Regions from separate parts of the Mus musculus genome. Here regions 1, 2, 3, 4 and 5 are each linked to region 6. The links are chromatin contacts, called in public HiChIP or PLAC-seq and promoter capture Hi-C maps. All regions are on one chromosome and are shown on one strand. The core of a region is the stretch at or near the end of the contact, and the rest is flanking DNA. Distances in the headings are between cores, read along the strand shown.

Region 1 (2,973 bases), core at 195-2,694, 780 kb before region 6:
CTGCTATGTGGCCTGGCATCTCCTTGCTCTGTGATGTCATCTCTTGCCTTGTCCTCCCTAATTCATCACCCACTCTGTGTCACTGCCTCTCCTGTGGTCCCTTGAACACAAAGGTTAGGCCCCAGGCTCAGGTAAATCTCAACCTTTCTTCTCGGATACTTCTGGATTATTCCTTAGCCGTATTTATCGTTTTTCTGAACCCAACTTTATCTGGGAGGTCTTCCTCGGTCATTTTATTGCTGTCATTTCTTCCTAGCAATGATCATCACCTATGATAGCATATACTAACAAGTACTATTTCCTACTTATATCTACCAAATGTGACTGCATGTGCTTCTGACCACTGGTGTTACAACTCTACTACAAGTGTCTAGGAAAACACGAGTTACAGACGAATACAGAAGGAAACAAGGAAGAGCGGTTTAAAAATTATCAGAGCTTGGAGACTTTGGCAGAATCCAAGAGAACTTTCCCGGAGTAGATAGATGTGTGTGTGTGTGTGTGTGTGTGTGTGTGTGTGTGTGTGTTTTAGCAAGTATCATCTGAATAAAAAATGTTCCTGATATTCTCAGGCACATACATGCTTGGTCCCCAAGCAGTAGTGCTGTTAGGGTGGTGAGGCCTTCATGGAAGAAGTAGGTCACTGTGGGTGGGCTTTGAGATGAAAAGGCTCTCATCATTTTCCCATTTGAAATTTCCAAATTCAGGATGTGAGTTCTCAGATTTCCGTTTCTGCCACCACACCTGCTGCTTGCTGCCGTGCTGCCCCCACCACCATGGACTCTATCACTCTAGAACCATAAACCCAAATAAATCCTTCCCTCCATAAGCTGCCTTGATTTTGTTGTTTTGTCACAATAGGAAGATAATTGATGCAAAAGTATATCTCTAAGATGGGTCTGTGCCCTGACCACCTAGGTTGAGGCCAGGGGACGTGATAGAGTGGCAGTTCTCAAGGTTAGATATAAGCTCTGGGAAGGCAGAGATGCTTATGTGCCCTACTTCTGCTTCGGCCAGTCATAATAGGAATTATTGCCTAACCCACCACAAAGGGAACAGGAAGATGGGTTGTAGTGGCTTGGGACATCTGGCCATAAGGTTTCAGAGCCACTGAATTTACCACAGAGTCTGGAAGTATAACATAGTATAGGTGTGTGTCCAATCTTTTGACATGACCCAACAGTGTGATCTACAAAGTTTCTGCTCAAGAAACATGCATTAAGTTGACTGTGCCCCAAAAGGATTTAAAAAAGGATCCTATAATATTTTAAGTGAGTTTATAGTTTCATGTTGGCCAGATTCATAGTTCTCCATGGACATTCCCACATGCCATAGTTTGAATGCACTTTAATACAAAAGTACAAAAGCCATAAGATGGTCTGTGGAAAACAGTAACTGAGGGTGGCTAGTACTCTGGCTGTCAGTGTACAATTACATTCCACCCACTTCCTCCTTTCCTCAGCTGTCAGCCTATCCACTCCATCCCATAGCTTAATGTCATGTAGCCCTCCATACACAGAGCTCTGATGGGAAGAAGGAAAAAGAGGAAGAGCCCCCTTGTTAGTCTTTGGATCAGAAATATACCCCTATAGGTTCATGTTTGAAAGCTGGAGCTTGGAGCCCTACTTGAAGCCTTTAGAAGGTAGGGCTTAGCTGGTGGTGATAGGCATAGGTCACTAGGCACCAGATTTTTGGTTTCCAGTCTAGCTTTTTCTGCTCCTGGTCTATGCCTTGTGATTACGTACTGCCACATATTTCAGCCTCTGCAGACAGAGGGGCCTCTGCTAGCATGCTTTCCCTGCCATGAAGAATCAAATTCCGTCTAACACTGTAAGCCAGGGTAAATCTTTCCTCTGTTCTGTTTCTGTTAGGTGTTGTGTTACAGCAGCAGGAAATTTAATGCACCCTGAACCAAGATTCTGTTCCTTTCAACAATGGGCTTCTCAAGTTCCTAAAAGACAAACTGGTGGGTGCAGAAATCACACTGGCTCCCTAAAACCACTACAATGGGGTGTTAACTCATGAATCTGTCTCAACTTCCAGCAGTCTACCCAAGGGATTACAGGGACCTCTCTAGAATATGGATATGATAATTAATAAGAATCCAGGCTTTCAAGTGTGCAGAGGTGAATGCACACCCTGATTCTCCCATATACCAACTATGTGACTTTGTTGTGAACTCTGAGAGCATCTTTGTCCTTGCTCTGTTAGAAATGGAATACCCCCATGGTTACCTTACCAGATGCCACTGGGACCCAATGGGATGACACAGGCCCTGGCCCCAGTGGGAACTGCTGTTAATTTTCCAGTGCCTCTTGCCTTTTCCTTGGCTTCAAAGATAGTTTTTTTCCACCCAAATCAGAACCAGAAACCTCCGCCTAGCAGCACACTTTCTGAGGCCTGGGCTGAGATGTCTCCTGTGTCCTCTCACAGAGGAGTTTAAATTTTACAATGCCATGTTTCAGTTCCCCAAGTTCAGCCCATGTGGCTGATGGTCATGTCCACGTTTTCTAAGCTAAAGGGCTGCCCCTTTATCCCTGGGTTCCCTTCTATCCTTGAGTTTCCTGAACCCTGAGAGGGCTCAAAGGATAAATAGAGGCTCTTCTTATAGGCAGTGGGTCAGGGAAGTGTCAGTGTTGAGGCTGAGGGAGAGATGGGCTTGCAGTTCTTCCCATGGTTGCTGTGAGTGTCTTCTACCTTGATTCATAAGCCCTCAGCAGCACAGCATCCCAGCAGGCTGGGGGACAGGGTTTCCACGTCATCTTTCATCTTAGCTCATGGTGTTTGTCCCTTTGATCCTTGAGCAGATCAAACAAAGCTCACTAATCAATGGCTTCCTCCTTGCCTTTCGGAGCAGATCATCAAACAGCCTGCATCTCTCCCTGTTTCCAGCCTGCATCTCTCCTGTTTCCAGGCCGCATCTCTCCCTGTTTCCATCTTTCCCTCTCTCTTGTTTTTAATTGCTCTCAGTTC
Region 2 (3,390 bases), core at 452-2,951, 520 kb before region 6:
ACAGTAAAGCACAAAGAACATGCACGCTCACTTGAGCAAGTGGCAGAAATGAATCCTTGAAGGCACCGTTCTCTTATTTCTCTGAAAACAGAAACCTAAATGGAACCGACTGAACTTGGTGCGGATATATCCTTTTTCTGACCAGAAACAGACTCTGTGCTTTCCAAAGAACCTTACACCAAGCATGGAAGCGGAAGAAACTTTGGAGACAATCAAATCCAACACGCCTCCTTTAAAAGACAAAGACACTTGTGCAGGGGCATCGGGCACCAATTGCCAGTGGGTCGGTCATTGAGCAAAGGAGCTTTAATCCAAGCCTCCCAATAACCAAGCCAGGAACCTTTCTGCTGCACAATGTAACTTTGAAATCAGCAGGCCTGGGATAAGAAGGAACTCTGGCCTACAAAGAGCCCAGAAAGGGGAAACGCCACACAGAGTCTACAAACAGTCTGACAGCTGTTTGTCAGATTGTCATTTTTAATAAAAGGTCACAAAACCCAACTAACCAAACCCTCCCATTCTTATGTGTACTAAAGGAATGTTAAAATCTTGTGCGAACTCAATACAAGTCAAATCTTCATCGGCTTCTAAACATAACAGGGCCTTAACCAGGCTTCCCAAGTCCCCAGCGCCAGTGAAACCGTAGCTTTATAAATACCATGGCGAACAAGAAATGCTGTCTTGTCACATCCAAGCCAGATAACAGCTGGACTTTAAAAATAAAATTTTGAAGACATTTGCCTTTTATATTTCTAATTTCTGTTTGCCTTGCTTATGGTTTTGTCATTTGATTTTGATGAGTGGTTAATACACGGGCACAGCTGCCTTTTGGGGCGACCTTTCCCCGTTGCCTCCACGCCCGGAGTGGGAAGCAGGCCTTTAAGCTGCTTCTAAGAAATGCCATCCTTTTCATGGCTGGCAGGCACAGTCCTGGGAAGTATGTCCAGGCAGGGCCTGTCTTCTGATTGACTTACTTTTGTACTTAAGACGTCTCACAGGAGGAGTGAGACATGCAAGAAGAGGACAGCCCTTTGAGATGGCTGTTCCACAGCGAGAGGAAACTTGGAGATGACTGTGCATGCACAGAAGGAGGCATAGCTCACCTTTCAGCTCAGCCTATTTAAAAAGTTTGCTCTCTGGGTACTTGGTAGGGGAACCAAGAAATCTTACTCTTAAGGTCCTGTTCTCAGTGATGATAAGGTACCACTTGTATGCACAGACTTGCCTTTGAATCTTGTATTTCCTCACTAGATCATAAGCCCTAGCTGCTGAAGGACATCACTGTCTTAACTTCCCATGACTTAACCAGGGTCTAGTTCAGGGGACTGGCACACCACAGGCACTCAAGCAATGTTGGCTGTTTGTTTGTTTTGTTGAACCATGGGCTTAGTGGCTGTGTAAGTACACTTGGTTGTTGTTACCTTGACACTCCAGCCCTTGTCTAATCTTCATGCTGAGGGGAGTATGAAGCAGAGGAGAGAGAATACTATGTGTACATGCTAACTCTCCTGACTTTAATATGAACTGTAACTCCAGCAGGATTTGCAATCAGCGCAGTCTTGAACAGATGCCAGGAACGAAGCTGGAGTCAGCAGAAGGCTGCTGCCCATCTCAGAAGTCCTCACAAAGGCACTGCACTGCTGTCCATATTAGTTCAGGTAACTCGACTCCATTCATGAACTCACAGTCCCCCCAGAGGCACATGAGGTCTCAATGGCAACTCTGGGCAAGCTTCTGAAGGGAGGTTTTCACACGCTCCGTAAGCTCCTGGGCCACTACAACCTGTCTACTGTTACACTCATCAGCATGCTGCTCTGTGTGATGGGGAAACATGAGAACTGATGTATGGCATGACCAGCTATATTTAGGGGAAAGGAAATGGCCCATACTGAGGAAGGTCACAAGAAGCTTGTTGAGAAAACTGAAGATATTCCAATTCTCCGGCTATACAGAGGTATAGTCTGGAAGCCAGAACCTGAACCTTCCATCCAGTTTTAGTTCTATCATTACTGGCATTGAACCTATAGCAAGTTATTTAGAAATTTAAGCCTCAGTCTTTTAACCTATAAAATGGGAAAAATAATACTAGCTAGGTGTTATAGAATATAGACAGTATTTGGGAGGCTGAGGTAGGGAAATCATTAATAATAATAATAATAATAATAATAATAATAATAATAACTTCCTCAAAGAATATCTAACAATTATATGAGAAAAGGATGTGAAAATAATAGATCCTCTGGCATATAAAAAGAAAAAAAGGTAATTAGGAAAATGTACTTGGATCTAGACAATGTGCAGACTGAGTGGAATTTCCTCAACTCTTCTGTAGATTTTTCTTTGCTGTTAAGGTTTTTAATCTTTTTATAATGGCCAATAGTTCCATTCACACAATCACATCAAATTGATTAGCAGCATTACTGAGAGGCAACTCACTATAATTATAGCTAATACATAGTTAAGAAATCAAATGAAAGTGCTGGCCGAGCAAGGGTCAGATGACAGCTCCGCAACTCCTGGTCCATAGCCAAATGAACAGTCGTACCCCCCTCCCTGCCCCCCGAGTGCTGGAGATAGTCTAGCTCACTTTATAAAGCCAAAGGCTTAGGAACTCTACAGTAGGACTTCTCAGGGACACCGAGATGGGCCCGATCTAAAACACTTCTTTGCAGACTACCATGCCAACTTCCATGTCTGTGCTGGTCACCCTGTTAACCATGCCAACCATTTGTCTGGCTAGACAGAAGCATCTCAGCCCTTGCCAGTGAAAGCCTGCTGTCTGTGTGCCTATGACAATGTCAGTGTGCCCTTGATACACACTCGTCATGGAGGAGAGCAGGTAGAGTCCTGGTCTTTAAGCCTTTTAATCCCTTACTTCCTGCTCTTCTTCCTTTTCCTCAGCCCCTTTCCTTCTCTTGTCCCTTTCCCTCCTCTGTGTTGCTTCCTCTCCTGTCTCCCTCTCTATCACACAAGCACACAAGTTCATGTATATACCACTCAGAATTTATGTTGACCCTATTCACCCAGGACCACCTTCAAGAATTAGTATCTCCAACTAACACAGAAACCATGCTTTCTGGAAGCTGGGAAGCCTTGCTCCTGTCTGACACCACCCATGTCAGTGTTCATACCCGGGCTTCCAAGCTGCCAGGGGAGGTCCAGTTCTGCTGTTGCTAAGAACTATCTTTGTGTGTTTTTAAAGGATCAGGGTCCTGGGAGAAACCCTGCCAGCACATGGGGAACTAGCGAGACATTTCCCTTCAAGCTAAAAAAAGGATGTTCACTAGGATCTGCGATGCATAAAGGATCCTGTTACTCTTAAGAGAGCAAATTAATCTTCCCTGACTGGCGGGATGGATGCTGCCAAAGAAACAGCTAACGGGAAAGCCG
Region 3 (3,154 bases), core at 73-2,572, 900 kb before region 6:
TGTTTGGCAATCAGAACCCAATAAGCTCCAGCTACATATTGTGACATTGAGTTGTGGGAAAGTAACTTAGTGGTAGTAATTTTGTGGTTATGATGGGGTGTGGATAGTAACAGTGACATTGGTGGCGGTCACAGTACTGTGGGAGCAGTAGGGGTGGCACTTGTAGTAATAACATTATGGAGTGGCTTTAGTAGGTACACATTGCAGAGTGGTAACAGCAGTCATGGTGGTAATGTTAGGAGGCTCCACCACTCATTATCTTAGGAAAGTTTCGGTACCTTATCTTAAGTGGAAACGGGGCAAATGATAACTCTCTCCAGCTGTGATGATGTTAACAAATAATCCAATTCCACAGACATCCACTGAGCGTGCTGAACATATGTGAAATTGCCTATAGCCCAGAGTCTGTGGAGTGGAATGTAAAAACTGTTAGTGAAGTTTAAATTTGAAGTCCCTCATGGGTTAAGTAACCAGGTGTTTCCCTCCATGATTCTTCCTTTGCAGACAAAGCAATGACCTTGTAGAGGAAGGAAGGCAGACTGCCCGAGTGTACTCTGGAGAGGATGAACCAAGGTTAGGGACCTCATTGTCACTTTCCTTCTGGATTCTTGAGAGTGGCACCAAGGTTGGCATGCCAGGTGTTTAAGTAAGTAATCTGTTTGTCTATTTTTGTTGAATGCAGTGAGAAATGGCGCTGGGGTACCTGAGTGAAAGATCAGAAGACCTAGAAGGTTCTCTCTCACAGATGAAGATAATGAGACTTTGCTTATGTGTCTTCCTTCAGGACAAGAAGAAAAGACCCTGTCCTTGAACGCACGTGCACACGTGTGTGTGTGTGTGTGTGTGTGTGTGTGTGTGTGTGTGTAGCAGGGGTGCTGCTTAAATTGAAGAGCATTGGTATTTCCCTTGTAAGTGTAAGAGTCTATTGTGTGGCAGGCTCTCTCTGTTTTCACTCTACACAGCTCAACAGGCCCAGGGTGTCTGTGAGTGGGAATTTATTTTGGCAGCTCATGTGGAAGGGAAGCCAAGGGCCTGAGGCGCTGCAGTTAAACACCACATGTTAATCTCCATGTATTTTGCGTAATCCCAGTAAACATTTTGATCTCAGCATAGGGTAATCCAAAACCAAGCAGCTCCCAAGGGAGGCTTGTCCTTGAGGAGGCTCAGTCCTGAAGGAGCCTGCATTGGATATGAAAGAAAGTGGCAATCTAGTCATACTAGGAAGTCCATTCCAGCCACCACATTAGAATGTCCTCTGGCTAGAGTGACCATGACAACCACAGAATAGCAACACCATGGTAAAGGAGGAAGGGTTTGGCTTGGCTTAGAGCTTAAGAATGAATAGAGTCCGTCCTGTTAGAGAAGTGTGGGGCAGCTGGTCTCAGTGCTAGTCTCATTGAGTCTGCAGTCAAACAAAGAACAGATAATAGTGAGCTTGAGCTATAAAGCCTCCAGGCCCACCCCTGCAACTCACTTTCTCCAGTAAGGCTTCATCTTCCAAAAGTCCCACAATTTCCCCCAAACAGTGCCACTAACTAGGGGCTGAGTGCTGAAATACATGAGTGTATGCAGAGCATTTTCCATCCAAACCATATAAGCTATATTAGTATGTGCAGAATGATGGCACCTGCCAAAGCCTATAGGATAGGGTGGCTGACTTGCCCTTGGAAACCTAGGAACATGGATGCAATGGCCTGCATGTGCTCTTGCAATTCATTTGTTGGAGATGTAACTCTAATGCAACTGGGGCTTAGTGGAAGGGGTTTGGGTCAAGGCTAAAACTTTCCATGGGCATGTCAATGCCACCATGAGAATGGCTTCCTTGAAGGGGTGTGTGCTCTCTTGCCCTTCTGCTATAGGAGGACTGAAATCTCATCTCTTCTTCCTCTGGCATCTCTCATTAGGTAAGGGCCTAGCAAGAATTCCATGTGCTATTTATTACCTTCATTTCGAACTTCCCAGCTTCTAGCATAGTCAGGAAAATCCCTGGTCTTCATCAGTTCCTAGCCTGAAGCATTCTATTATGGAAGCAAAAAGATGAAGAGTGTAGTCAATAGGAAAGCAAAATGTGCTGAGGCAGCCACTGAGGGTATGGTGACAAGGCCCTGTTCTGCTGGGATCTCCTAGAGCTGGATCATGAAGGCAGGGGTTCAGAGAGAAACCTCCATAGAAGAAGAAAAAGGTTGCCAACTTGCACTTTTGGACCAAAACCCAAAGGCCATGTGACAAAATGGGCTCTGGGAGCTCTGAGAAGAGAATTATAGAATGCTAACATACTGGTGATTAGTGCAGCTTGCATATCCACATCCTCCATGCTGCTCTGTCCTCTCCATGTCCATAGACCATGAGAGGAGCTAGCATTCTGGATGAAGTGAGGTTCTTAGCAGGTAGGCACAGGCTTAGCTCAGATAGGAGTATATGTCCATATGTATGCATGTATTTAACATTCACCTCAAAACTCTGTTAATTTTCACCTAGCTCCCCTCTGTAACCTCTTACTGTCCCCATGTGCACATACACGCACCTATGCACATATACACATTTCCATGCACACCTATACACATGCTCGTCCACCATGCCTTCCTTCCTTTCAGAGATGGGAAAAGTGAGTTTGTCATAGCGGATTGACAAGTGAACATCGACAGAGCTGGACTGTAAAATCCATCTCTCTCTCTCTCTAGAGCCTCTGTTCGTTATGCTCTACACGCTGTCTCCCACACTCAGACACTCTTCTTTCTTAATGTTTCGAGAGCATGGCACTTCCAAATCATCTGTATTTTTGCTGGGATGATTTTCACTTGTATCCAGCAGACCAAGAGTGATGTGAGCCTGTGCAGTAATCATCCAGGACTCCAGATAAAGGAGAGGCTGTTACCATGGCTGGCAAGAAGTCACAGAAGAGGATTAAAGTGTGTGTTACATGTGCACAGGTGTGTGGGAGTGCTTAGACACAAGAATTAGGAAGATGGGTAAATACATATAAAATACAGACATAAGAAATGTATTTGTATTTCATGAAATATCTAGTATCAACCTTCTTGCTTAATGTGAGTTTGGAGTGCTTGCAATTAAACATCGACTCTATTGCTTACAAGGTAATGACCTTTTTAAAGATAAGTCTTTGCTATCTTTAGCAGAGACTGGTTCAGGCTGG
Region 4 (3,311 bases), core at 59-2,558, 730 kb before region 6:
TTTGGGCAGCAGATAGTTTCATGCTTAAATACGTTAAAGTTGAGTATAACATGAAAGGTTTTTGGTGGGTTTTCTTGGAGCCTTGGGTGTGCCAGCATGCATGTTAAATTGTCAAAAAGGTCATAGAGTAAATAGTTTACCCTACATCAGTTCTTGCCTGGCTTTTCTGGGTCTAGGGGGACCACAAAATAACTTTGCAGAAACGCTATCTACACAGACAAGGGTAAAACCTCCAAACATGATAATGCTTGCGTAGATACCATGGGATAGGTCACAGAGATCAGTGGCCTTCCCTAGGCTAGATGACTGAAGTCTTCCAGAGAATAGAAAGACTCTCTAGGTTACATGGCAGCTTGGTTGGACTAGCCTGTCAGATACAGGAAAGGTCTGGTTGTGTATATGACTTGTACGGTCACACTAGATCCTCTCAGGAGCCTAAGCCTTGCCACTCTTACAAATGTGCACGGCATCCTATCATCTGTGTCAGAAGGCCTTACTGGAAGATCCAGCTTCTTGATAGTGCATATGATGTTATTATCTGTAAACATGTTGAACCATGTTCATATCTGTGATGAAATGCACAAGGTCTGTGCTCTGAAAGTTGTACATACATGGTAGGACCACAGATGCTTGGCAGTGGGTTTGTGTAGATAAGATAGGAGCCCTTGTGATGATCCCCTGAGTTGTGGAGATGAAGGGTACAATCTGAAAGCTGTGCACAGTGTACCTTACATCAAAGAGTTTAAGATCTCAAAGTCTCATCCTGTCTTTTTAGCACCTAGCCAAAAGGCAGCCACAATCCAAGCCTGCCAATGGGCAGGTCAGAGAACCCTGTCCAAGTCAGCCAGACTCTCTCCCGTGTCTCATCTGCACAGCGACTCATGAACTTTGTCAGTTCCCCTAACTGACTGTGACTGCTTCGTTTTCAAAATATCAGTCGGCCTGTTCGAGTAATTTTATACTTAAATTATTTAAATGCAATCTATCTATTGAAGCGATTTCCCCTGCACTGGAGAAGTGTTTTCTTTTTTAGGAACTGAAGCATGATAAATAAATGAATAAAGACTTGTAGCTGTGTGTCTCTCCTGAAGAAGCACTTCAGCGGCGAGTCCCTCCTGCCAGAGATCTTGGAACTCATAATATTCCCTGTGGCTCTGCTGCTCAGCATTAAAAATAACCAAAGACCCGAGTCACAGTTATTTTTTTTCCTTCCTAGACACGAAACACATTTTATGCCACAATGACTGGGACATCACGGGGACAGTGCAGAGCTTGCTAATGTTCTCTGCTGCCTCTCTCCCCAGGCCTGTAAGCAGTTAGAATGGCTTAGCGATGATCACAAACGCTGTCCCATTTGGAAAGCTCTTCTTCAAGACAGCACGGATTAAAATTCATGAAAGGCGGCTTGCTTGCATAAATAAATTAAAAGATGCAAAACTAAAGTTTAAACACCCATACACAACTAGCATTTTGCAAACACCATATGCACCACAGTTCTCAATTCGGGGCTGTCATGCAAGGAGGAAGGAAGGAGGCCTCATTGGGGTTGAAAGCATAAAATCGGGAGTACCATGAGCACCTTTGGCACAGAGGCAGCTCGGCAGCAAAGTGTAAACTAATTGATTTGAACCTTGTCTAAATGGGTATGGATTTTAGAGGCACTTGCTGATGTCTGGAGCATGCTGTAGACTCAGAGAGAAAAACACAGCATGCTAGGTTCAACTCTGAGTTTTTGGCTGTCTTTGCTAAACTATGGCCTATGGCTGACTCCAATCCCACCCCCATCCCCACCACCGTTTTTTTTCTTTTGTGAAATAATCAAAGGATGGCTAAAGAGATAGTTCAGGAAGTTAATTGTTTGCATTGCAAGCAAAAGGACACAAGGTTGCTCATTATGAACTAGATAAAGCTATGTGTGCTTTATTCTCAGTTGCTGGATGGAGGCAGGCACATAGAGATTCCCCAGGGCTTGCAAGCTGCTCAGCCTAACCTATTTGGTGAGCTCTGGGTCAGTGGATAACATTCAAAGAATGACAGCTGAGGTTTCCCTTTAACCTACACACACACACACACACACACACACACACAAACGCATGCACGTATGCTTGCACATAAACATGCATGCACGTGCATAACCAAACTCATGTGCACCTACAAACATGTATGCATAGATATAGACATGAATACCCACTAATGTACTCACACATGTGTACTTATACACACATATGCATAGATATACACATAATCATACATAAACACACTCCTACCTACACATGAACACATAAACACACAAACACACACACACAGGAGGCAAAGGAAAATGAAACTGTAACCTGAGACTGTCCTGTGGAAATGACGGCCTCTACTACTTGATCATCGGCTATTTTAGTGCAGACGCTCCTTCCCTACCTATCTCCAACTAACTAATATTTGCTGTGCTTTTATCTTGTGGTGACAACATGGAAAGAGAATGAGTTCTGGGTCAAAAGCCTCGGAGTTGAAAGTCTCGTGTGTGTACTGCTTACTGGCTGTATGACTTCTAAGGGCTCACTTCATTGATTTAAGCTTCAGTTTCTTTATTTGTCAACTTAGGATGCAACACCTGTCAAGTATCTGGTCTTTGCAGTGCTATGAGGTAAGCAGAGTAACAACTTTATAACCATTTCAATAGAAGTAAACAGATGTTAAGAGATGGAACCCAAAGTCACTTGACAAGTGAGTGGCTGAGCAAGGATGGATGGTCTAAGGAGCTCAAGACCCACAACTCCATTGTACATGTATTTTTGGTCTTGTTCTGTGTCTTCCTTCTCCTTCTAGATGATTGCCACCTACCAGTTCAGCATTTGGTCCACTTCTATGTATCCAAAGACATTTTTGTTGAGTGTCCTACTTTGGTGGAATGAATTCTTCATCCTGAAACCTCAAAGCTTTGTCACCAAATTCTGAATCTTCAGTACAGCTGTCATTAACAAAATGGAGTTGTGTCCCTGCTAAGAAACAAGTATGCTTTTTGATAAGGTCTTTCAGGGAGCCCAAGATACTGGTTTCAGATGGGGAGAGTGATGAGCTGGAAGCTTCAAAACTTTTGAATAGGAACACTGAGTTTTTAGGAAACAGCCTGAAAGTGTAAACTCTCAGTTGTTCAAATGGGGAAATCTAAGGAACACTAGCCCAGCACTCTCAGACTGATCCTGTCGGGAGACACAAACCTAAGGCCCAGACCCAAGGGAGCAGGATCTTAACCACCTTGTATCTGTCAGTGTTCCTGATGTACAGCAAGTTTAGATCAATGGAAAATAGTTGAAATGTGA
Region 5 (3,036 bases), core at 39-2,538, 880 kb before region 6:
CCCCCAAAAAAACTAAAAGTGGAATCAGTCATATGACCCAGCTGTGAGAATCCTTTATATAGCTTTGGTAATCGAAGTCATCATGTCACAGAGATGCCTGTACACCCAGGCTTACTGCAGCACTGCCCACAATAGCCAAGTTCTTGAACCAGTTTATGTGTCTATTAACAGAAGACTGGATAAAGAAAATGTGGGAAATCACATCACATAACTTAGAAGGGTCAGGGACCTCACAGAAAGCTACAAGATTCTTTTTTTCTGTTGAATTCATCCTTAATTTACAGAGAACCTGGGTCCAGAGAAAAGTCAGATATCCCCATCATACCTAATGGTGCAACCAGTACCTTTCAAATGGAGAGTCTTCCAGTTCTCAGAACCAATGCCTGGGGAAAGTGGGTACCTAGGATCCCATTGGCCGTGTGACTTTGTACTTATGTTTGGGGAAACAGAAGTGCTCTGGACTTGCAGCACTGTCTGATGCATAGTACAGACATCCAAGTCACCTCAAAAAAAATGACCATATACCATGCTGAAAGACACTTGCTCTCAATACCCATTTCTAGTGCCTGCCTAGAACTTCTCATGTGGACTGCTTGTCTACAGAGTACCATGGATATGTGGCTGGCTATCAAGTCCAAGGTTAGACATGTGGGTTCCAGATGTGCACAAGATCACTTTCAGCTGTGTTTTTGCCAGCTGTAGAAGTACCACATGGCAATTATAAGCCACCAAACATCTGGAAAACAGATCCCACAAGAGAAGAAACTCTTAAGCAAGGTGACCATTTAGATGACAGTCACAATGTTCATGATGAATCCAAGTGAATGCTGGGAACAGAATTCTGACCAATATAGTCAAGAAATAGCTACAGAGTGCCTGCTTTGTGGGATTCTAGAGAACTAGTGAAAACAAGACAGACTAAAGTATGCTGGGGAGGATGAGGGTGACTGTGGTCCCCAAAGCATCCTTCTAGAAAGACCAGTGGGGAAAGCATTCAATATTAAAGCCATAATTGTTACCATTGCTTTGCATTGAATATTGTTCTCCCTACTTCCCTAACCTCAGCTTGCCCAGTCAACTCCACCTACACTGGCTTCTTTATACCCCTAGAACATACTAAATATGCTTCTGTCTCATGACCTTTGTGCCCCATAGTCTCTAGTGTCAGGTTACACAGGAGCTCTTTGTTCTTTGCCTTTACCCTCCATCCTCCCCCATCTGTGCCCACCCCCCCCCCCGCCCCCGCTCACTACTGAATAGCTAAACTTTCAGGAGCAAGTTAGATATGCAATCTCATTCTACCTTTCCCACAATTCCGTATTCATTGCTTATGCTTAGCTCAAGCATCAGACCCAGCCTGCAAGGCAGAAAACAGACAAGCCATGTACTGGCCTCGAATGTCCCAACCAGCATGGATGATTGGCTTCTCCTCCCAGCCCTGAAGGAGCTAGCCACTTTTCAGACATATCCCAGGCAGCAGGCCTGCTCTGTGACACTGTCAAGAAGTAAGGAGCCTGGGAAAAGTCACAGACATAAGCAAGATTAATCATGTGACCTCTTAAGGGCACTTGGAGCTGTGGAACAGAGAACTGCCAATGGTCCAGGCCTTGTCCTGATAAGAGATGGTAAAAGAATTCTAAGAGATGTTTTGGTGGAGTACTCAGGGAAAGCAAAGGCTAAACACACTAGAGGATTCACTGGAGAAGGAGGAAAGAATGCTAGAAGACTCACTCCTGAGCATGGAGCCAGCTCTGTATTTCTTTTTAACCCAAAAGCCCAGATACTTACCTTTCTTCTGGATGCTGGTGCTGCTAATACTAGGGATGCTGGAAGAGGTAGGAGAGCTTGGTTCCCAGACCATAGGTACCTACACACACAGAAAGACTGTGGGCATCAGTATCCTGTTTAGAAACAAGGAATGGAACAAGGGACAGGGTGTGGGGTTCTGATGACAAAGTCAGGCATCGCCTGTCATTCTGAAGCAGTGTGTTCCTAGGGATGTTTTGGAGAGGGAGGCTCCTGTGCAGGCTATGAGATGTAATATGATTTCACAGTGAAAACCCCAGAAGAATATTCTAGGCAGAGACATAAATAGAGATAACCGAGATGTACTGGCTGGTTTTGTGTGTCAACTTTACACAGGCTGAAGTTATCACAGAGAAAGGAACTTCAGTTGGGGAAGTACCTCCATGAGATCCAGCTGTGGGGCATTTTCTCAATTAGTGATCAAGGGGGGAGGGCCCCATCTCTGGGCTGGTAGTCTTGAGTTCTATAAGAAAGCAAGCTGAGCAAGCCATGGGAAGCAAGCCAGTAAGTAACATCCTTCTATAGCCCCTGTACCAGCTCCTGCTTCCTGACCTGCTTGAGTTCCAGTCCCGACTTCATTTGGTGATGAACAGCCACGTGGAAGTGTAAGCTGAATAACACCCCCCCCCCCAAACTTGCTTTTTGGTCATGATGTTGTGCAGAAATAGAAACCCCGACTAAGACACGAGATTTGCTCATATTATTGCTCTTGAAGATCAGCTATGGGCATTGAAAAGACATGTGATCACAGTGGACATTGGAAAGACATGTGCAGTCTGAAATAGGAGGGGCCCAAGAATAAGGGAGCAGATTGGTTCTACAGGCACCAGGAGCTGGTTCACCAGTGGGACAATAAACAGAATCTCAATAGAGGCAGGGTATGTGGAAGGAGTGCTAACAGGATGTCATTTTCCAAACAAAAGATGATGGGTGAGTGGTGGATTCTGTCACTAGGTATGGAATGCTGGGAAAGGTTGGCTTTTTATTCTCTTCTGCAGATATAGTCATGAACAGTGTTGGAGTCACTTGGGTATAAAAGAGCTTTGGGCATTTGGACATAACTTTTAAGCAAGAAAACTGACCAGGTGTAATCTATATTCCTCAGACAAATGAAAACCAGGGTCAGGCCATTGGGGCCTGGTTTATAGATCCCTGGGAACACCTGCGTGGAACTTTTAAAACGCAACCTAAGTCTCCTTAAAACCCTTCACGAGTCTCTTGTGACTTTCA
Region 6 (3,206 bases), core at 283-2,782:
CAATAGATGAGTGCACACAGAGTGTTTGAGCAGATTCTCCAGGGCAGCATGTGGGTAGGATGTGGCCAGGTTTGTTCTGTTTCCCCTTTCCCCATCCAGTCTGCAACCTGCCGCTGATGTTGGGTACCTTCTCCTAACCAGCACTTGCCCCTTAGCTGAAAACTACGAAAAACTGGAGAAGGAGAAAAGGCAAAAATCAAAAGCGAGATTTCATGGTCAGTCTTCCTAGCCAGGGCCTCTCCAGGCTCTCCTGGCCGGTTAGGCTTCCCTTGGGAATCCTGTAATCCAGAGCTGAACTGAGCTACTCAAGTCAGCCAAGCCCGTGCCTATGGGCCTTGGGGATGAGGTGCTGAGTACGCAGGCTAATTATACATGTGGCATTTGGGCAGCCAACTGTCCAGTTGACACCTTACCTTATGAGGAAGCGTCCTCCCCACCAACTGTTCAAAACAAAATGCCATCTCGGGATCAGCTTCGCCTGCTCTGGGCCGGTTCAGGGTTCCCTCTCCTACCGCCTCTCGCCTCTCCAACCTAACACAAGAATGTGGCCTAGGGAGGCCAGTCGCAGGCAGGCAGGCCCGCCAGGGTTGGGGGGACAGGCGGGGCGGGCCTTGCCAGGTGTCTGTCCTGTCCCCCCTCACTGTGGACCAGCTCGGGAACGTAACCACTTGACCTTTTTATTCACCGAACCCACCTTCTAGAAATAGACTGGGCGGGGCTGTGTCTGTTCTCGGACCAGGGGGAAAACCCGGACATGTGACTACAAAGGACAGAAGAGAGGAGACCCTGGTGGGCGGGGGGAAGGGGCATTCTCTCCACTGGGTTGCTGGCTGGGCGGTTCCGTGAGGGCCAAAAGCCAAGCCACTGGAGTTCACCCTGGAGCCCAGCGTCCAGGACCGAGAAGTCACCAGAACTCCCTCTCAGACATTGAAACTGGAGGTCCGGAGCCCAATCTATTGTGCCGCTGGGACAGTTTCGGACTATCTTGAGACTGAAACTTCAAGTGCGGCCCTTACAGGAGGCAACTCGCAGAAGCAGCCTAGAACAGCCCATCTTGCTAACTAGCAGCCCTGCCAGCCCAGTAAATGACTTATTTTAGACCACAAACTGGAGTCGCTGCCGATAACTGGTCATTCACACAAACAAACATTTTCAAACTTGGTCAGAGTCAGACAAGCTTAAATAAAACTCATAATACGCCGGAAACGACCACCTTTTATCTATCCGAACACACCAATTCTTTTTATCTTAAAGCTGCGCGGACCCGGAGCCAGTCTGTCCTCCGCAGAGCCCGGCCGTTCCTTTGCATTTGCAGCAGTTCAGCCCCAGCAGCCTTTGCACAAACCCGGGTCCTTCTTCGTACTGCCCTTTAAGGGAGAAAGCCGAAAGCAGCTCCCCCGGGGCAGGCGAGCCTCGCCAACACCGCCTCCCGCCCAGGGCCCAGCCGGTGCTCCGAACATCGGCCCGCAGCGGGCAGCCAGTAGCGGGCCGGGCAGAGAGCCTAGAGGGACGAAGGTTGCGGGTCAGGCTCTGAGCCGAGGGTGCCGGCTGAAGCGCAGAGGACCTGGAAGCCGAACCCGCGCGAGCCTTACGGGGCTGTCCCTCGCCCACGCCGTCAGCGGGCCAGCCTGCGCAGCAAGCGTGCTGAGCAAAAAGGACCACCGTTGGGTTGCAAACTGCCTTGGAGTTCGGTTTGTGTACTGCTGAGAGGACCATTAAAAGTAAAGTGCAATAGTGGAGGGAGCAAGGGGAACTGGAACTCGAGCGTCCCGGGAAAGTCGTGGGAAGCCCCGGTGGTGGAGGGCGAGGAGGGAGCGCGCGGCTTCTAGCCACCCGGGTTTTCTTTAATCCTCCGGGTAAATTTCACCCCTAGCGCGGAGAGCTACGAAGATCCTGGAGTCCCGCCCGCCCTAGGCCAGCGTCAACCCCACAACTAGCCAACGATCCCAGTCCGAAATGGGGGAGGTTCAGAAGCCCTGCGGGTCCTCCCGGCCCCTGAGCCACAGCCTGGCTAACACTGACGCCTCTTAGAACTGCGGCGGCGCAGTCACACGGCAAATCGACACTTTTCAAGAAAACAAAATATTCATTCTCTAACAAAACTAACTTCGCATTGAGTTTCTATTGGGGGAGAGGGGTTAACTCGGCCCTAAAGGAAGCCCGTTTTGTCCAGGTTAGATTTTGTCTACTTATGGATCAGCCGTTGGGTGAGGGTTTAATTTATGGCTTATGCATTCTTTTAAGGTCGATTTACATGACCTCCGGCTACAACTAAGATTGCCGAAGAGGGCACTCCAGTCGTCAGTCGGCCAAACCCACAATTACAACAGCCCTCCCCCACCTTCTGTGGCTCAGACTCCCCTGGCAATCTAAACTGTTCTCTCTCTCTCTCTCTCTCTCTCTCTCTCTCTCTCCCTCTCCCCCCTCTCCCCCCTCTCCCCTCTCCCCTCTTCCCCCTCTCCCCTCTCTCCCCTCTCTCCCTCTCCCCATCCTTTCCTCCTCCACCTTTCTCTTGTTTCTTCTTTTTTATGACTTTACTTTTTGATATTATGAATAACATAAAATATCACTTTGAAAGTTTCGCTAAAACTTTCTCAAAACCCAAGCAAGCATGCCGCGATGAAAGATCCAGTGTTCACAAAGCCCTCAAGATGTTGCCCTCTTGTGGGTACAAAGGGCATTGCCATCCAAGAGCCCCATCTGAACCCTAAGCTGGAGAATAGAAAGAGCGAGGGAAAGGGAGAGAGGGGAGGAAGAGGAGAGAGAGGGGAGGGGGAGGGAGAAGGAGAGAGAGAGAGAGAGAGAGAGAGAGAGAGAGAGAGAGAGAGAGAGAGAGAGAGAGAGAGAGAGAGAGAGAAACACTAACACAACACAGTAGGCACACCAACTTCTTCCATCCCACACTTGTGCGAACTTCCATGAAATACCTACCTCGAACTTTACGGAGACTTAACAATTCACTCTCTAAGCCACCTGACTTCTTTTTCATCTCATTCCCACTTCTATAGATTATCTACTTGGGGAGGCGAAGGTGGAGGAATTAGGTGGGCCAAGAGGGCAGACAGATTTCCGGACGAATACTTGCGATGGCGATAACACTTCTGCTGTCAAAGGTGGCTTTGGCTGTCTCTCCCTGCCCTTTTGCCTCGGTGTCCTACGCACAGTTATCTGCGGCTACAACATGTGTTTTCTCGGAGTGATTTGGG

The links. Promoter capture Hi-C pulls out the DNA fragments that hold promoters and counts their contacts. HiChIP or PLAC-seq counts read pairs in DNA pulled down with a chosen protein or histone mark.
Region 1: a contact with region 6 is called in an H3K4me3 HiChIP or PLAC-seq map of embryonic limb bud, with 6 times the contacts expected there. The contact joins the enhancer-like site here to the promoter of Sox6os in region 6. A contact is called at or near these places in 12 of 39 promoter capture datasets (the HPC-7 cell line, HPC-7-derived erythroid cells, cranial neural crest and 8 more), 19 of 115 datasets of contacts at active chromatin or transcription factors (SST interneurons, T-cell acute lymphoblastic leukemia, craniofacial prominence and 13 more) and 2 of 9 other capture datasets (macrophages and pancreatic islet).
Region 2: a contact with region 6 is called in an H3K4me3 HiChIP or PLAC-seq map of embryonic limb bud, with 4 times the contacts expected there. The contact joins the enhancer-like site here to the promoter of Sox6os in region 6. A contact is called at or near these places in 20 of 39 promoter capture datasets (the 3T3-L1 cell line, 3T3-L1-derived adipocytes, the C10 cell line and 12 more), 1 of 15 datasets of contacts at CTCF or cohesin (pro-B cells), 9 of 484 Hi-C or Micro-C datasets (the G1E-ER4 cell line, the N1E-115 cell line, cortical neurons and 4 more), 27 of 115 datasets of contacts at active chromatin or transcription factors (SST interneurons, astrocytes, cardiomyocytes and 19 more) and 4 of 9 other capture datasets (adipose tissue, embryonic stem cells, liver and 1 more).
Region 3: an H3K27ac HiChIP or PLAC-seq map of neural progenitor cells shows a contact between it and region 6, with 15 times the contacts expected there. The contact joins the enhancer-like site here to the promoter of Sox6os in region 6. A contact is called at or near these places in 18 of 39 promoter capture datasets (the 3T3-L1 cell line, the C10 cell line, the HPC-7 cell line and 10 more), 1 of 484 Hi-C or Micro-C datasets (cortical neurons), 20 of 115 datasets of contacts at active chromatin or transcription factors (SST interneurons, astrocytes, bone marrow-derived macrophages and 15 more) and 4 of 9 other capture datasets (adipose tissue, embryonic stem cells, liver and 1 more).
Region 4: a contact with region 6 is called in an H3K27ac HiChIP or PLAC-seq map of SST interneurons, with 6 times the contacts expected there. The contact joins the enhancer-like site here to the promoter of Sox6os in region 6. A contact is called at or near these places in 22 of 39 promoter capture datasets (the 3T3-L1 cell line, 3T3-L1-derived adipocytes, the HPC-7 cell line and 14 more), 4 of 484 Hi-C or Micro-C datasets (the N1E-115 cell line, Sertoli cells, muscle stem cells and 1 more), 17 of 115 datasets of contacts at active chromatin or transcription factors (SST interneurons, bone marrow-derived macrophages, craniofacial prominence and 12 more) and 3 of 9 other capture datasets (adipose tissue, embryonic stem cells and liver).
Region 5: a promoter capture Hi-C map of second pharyngeal arch cranial neural crest shows a contact between it and region 6. The contact joins the enhancer-like site here to the promoter of Sox6os in region 6. A contact is called at or near these places in 19 of 39 promoter capture datasets (the 3T3-L1 cell line, the C10 cell line, the HPC-7 cell line and 11 more), 2 of 484 Hi-C or Micro-C datasets (epidermal suprabasal cells and uterus), 15 of 115 datasets of contacts at active chromatin or transcription factors (SST interneurons, bone marrow-derived macrophages, craniofacial prominence and 11 more) and 4 of 9 other capture datasets (adipose tissue, embryonic stem cells, embryonic trunk and 1 more).

Annotation. Positions count from the first base shown.
Region 1 is chr7:115,250,742-115,253,714 of GRCm38.p6, forward strand. No RefSeq gene overlaps it. Among named protein-coding and RNA genes, the nearest start is that of Gm34282, 120 kb to the left of the region's middle. Within about 2 kb of position 1,445, at least 16 of the 459 cell types and tissues checked have an H3K27ac peak or open chromatin away from gene starts, as enhancers often do. A contact at or near this core is called in craniofacial prominence and embryonic limb bud, where this site is marked.
Region 2 is chr7:115,508,565-115,511,954 of GRCm38.p6, forward strand. All of the region lies in intron 13 of Sox6 (SRY (sex determining region Y)-box 6), which reads right to left. It overlaps Gm51455 (a long non-coding RNA gene), which reads left to right. Exons shown (of 3, transcript XR_003946667.1): 2 at 1,537-1,658. Among named protein-coding and RNA genes, the nearest start is that of Gm51455, 13 kb to the left of the region's middle. Within about 2 kb of position 1,702, at least 13 of the 459 cell types and tissues checked have an H3K27ac peak or open chromatin away from gene starts, as enhancers often do. A contact at or near this core is called in craniofacial prominence and embryonic limb bud, where this site is marked.
Region 3 is chr7:115,134,054-115,137,207 of GRCm38.p6, forward strand. It overlaps Gm34282 (a long non-coding RNA gene), which reads left to right. Exons shown (of 4, transcript XR_869888.2): 2 at 505-646. Among named protein-coding and RNA genes, the nearest start is that of Gm34282, 3.2 kb to the left of the region's middle. Within about 2 kb of position 1,323, at least 17 of the 459 cell types and tissues checked have an H3K27ac peak or open chromatin away from gene starts, as enhancers often do. A contact at or near this core is called in neural progenitor cells and neural stem cells, where this site is marked.
Region 4 is chr7:115,301,078-115,304,388 of GRCm38.p6, forward strand. No RefSeq gene overlaps it. Among named protein-coding and RNA genes, the nearest start is that of Gm45999, 96 kb to the right of the region's middle. Within about 2 kb of position 1,309, at least 7 of the 459 cell types and tissues checked have an H3K27ac peak or open chromatin away from gene starts, as enhancers often do. A contact at or near this core is called in SST interneurons and muscle stem cells, where this site is marked.
Region 5 is chr7:115,152,828-115,155,863 of GRCm38.p6, forward strand. All of the region lies in intron 2 of Gm34282 (a long non-coding RNA gene), which reads left to right. Among named protein-coding and RNA genes, the nearest start is that of Gm34282, 22 kb to the left of the region's middle. Within about 2 kb of position 1,289, at least 10 of the 459 cell types and tissues checked have an H3K27ac peak or open chromatin away from gene starts, as enhancers often do. A contact at or near this core is called in embryonic limb bud and second pharyngeal arch cranial neural crest, where this site is marked.
Region 6 is chr7:116,030,447-116,033,652 of GRCm38.p6, forward strand. It overlaps Sox6os (SRY (sex determining region Y)-box 6, opposite strand), which reads left to right and starts at 1,533. Exons shown (of 2, transcript NR_152104.1): 1 at 1,533-1,721; 2 at 1,874-2,104. The region is part of intron 1 of Sox6 (SRY (sex determining region Y)-box 6); the gene reads right to left.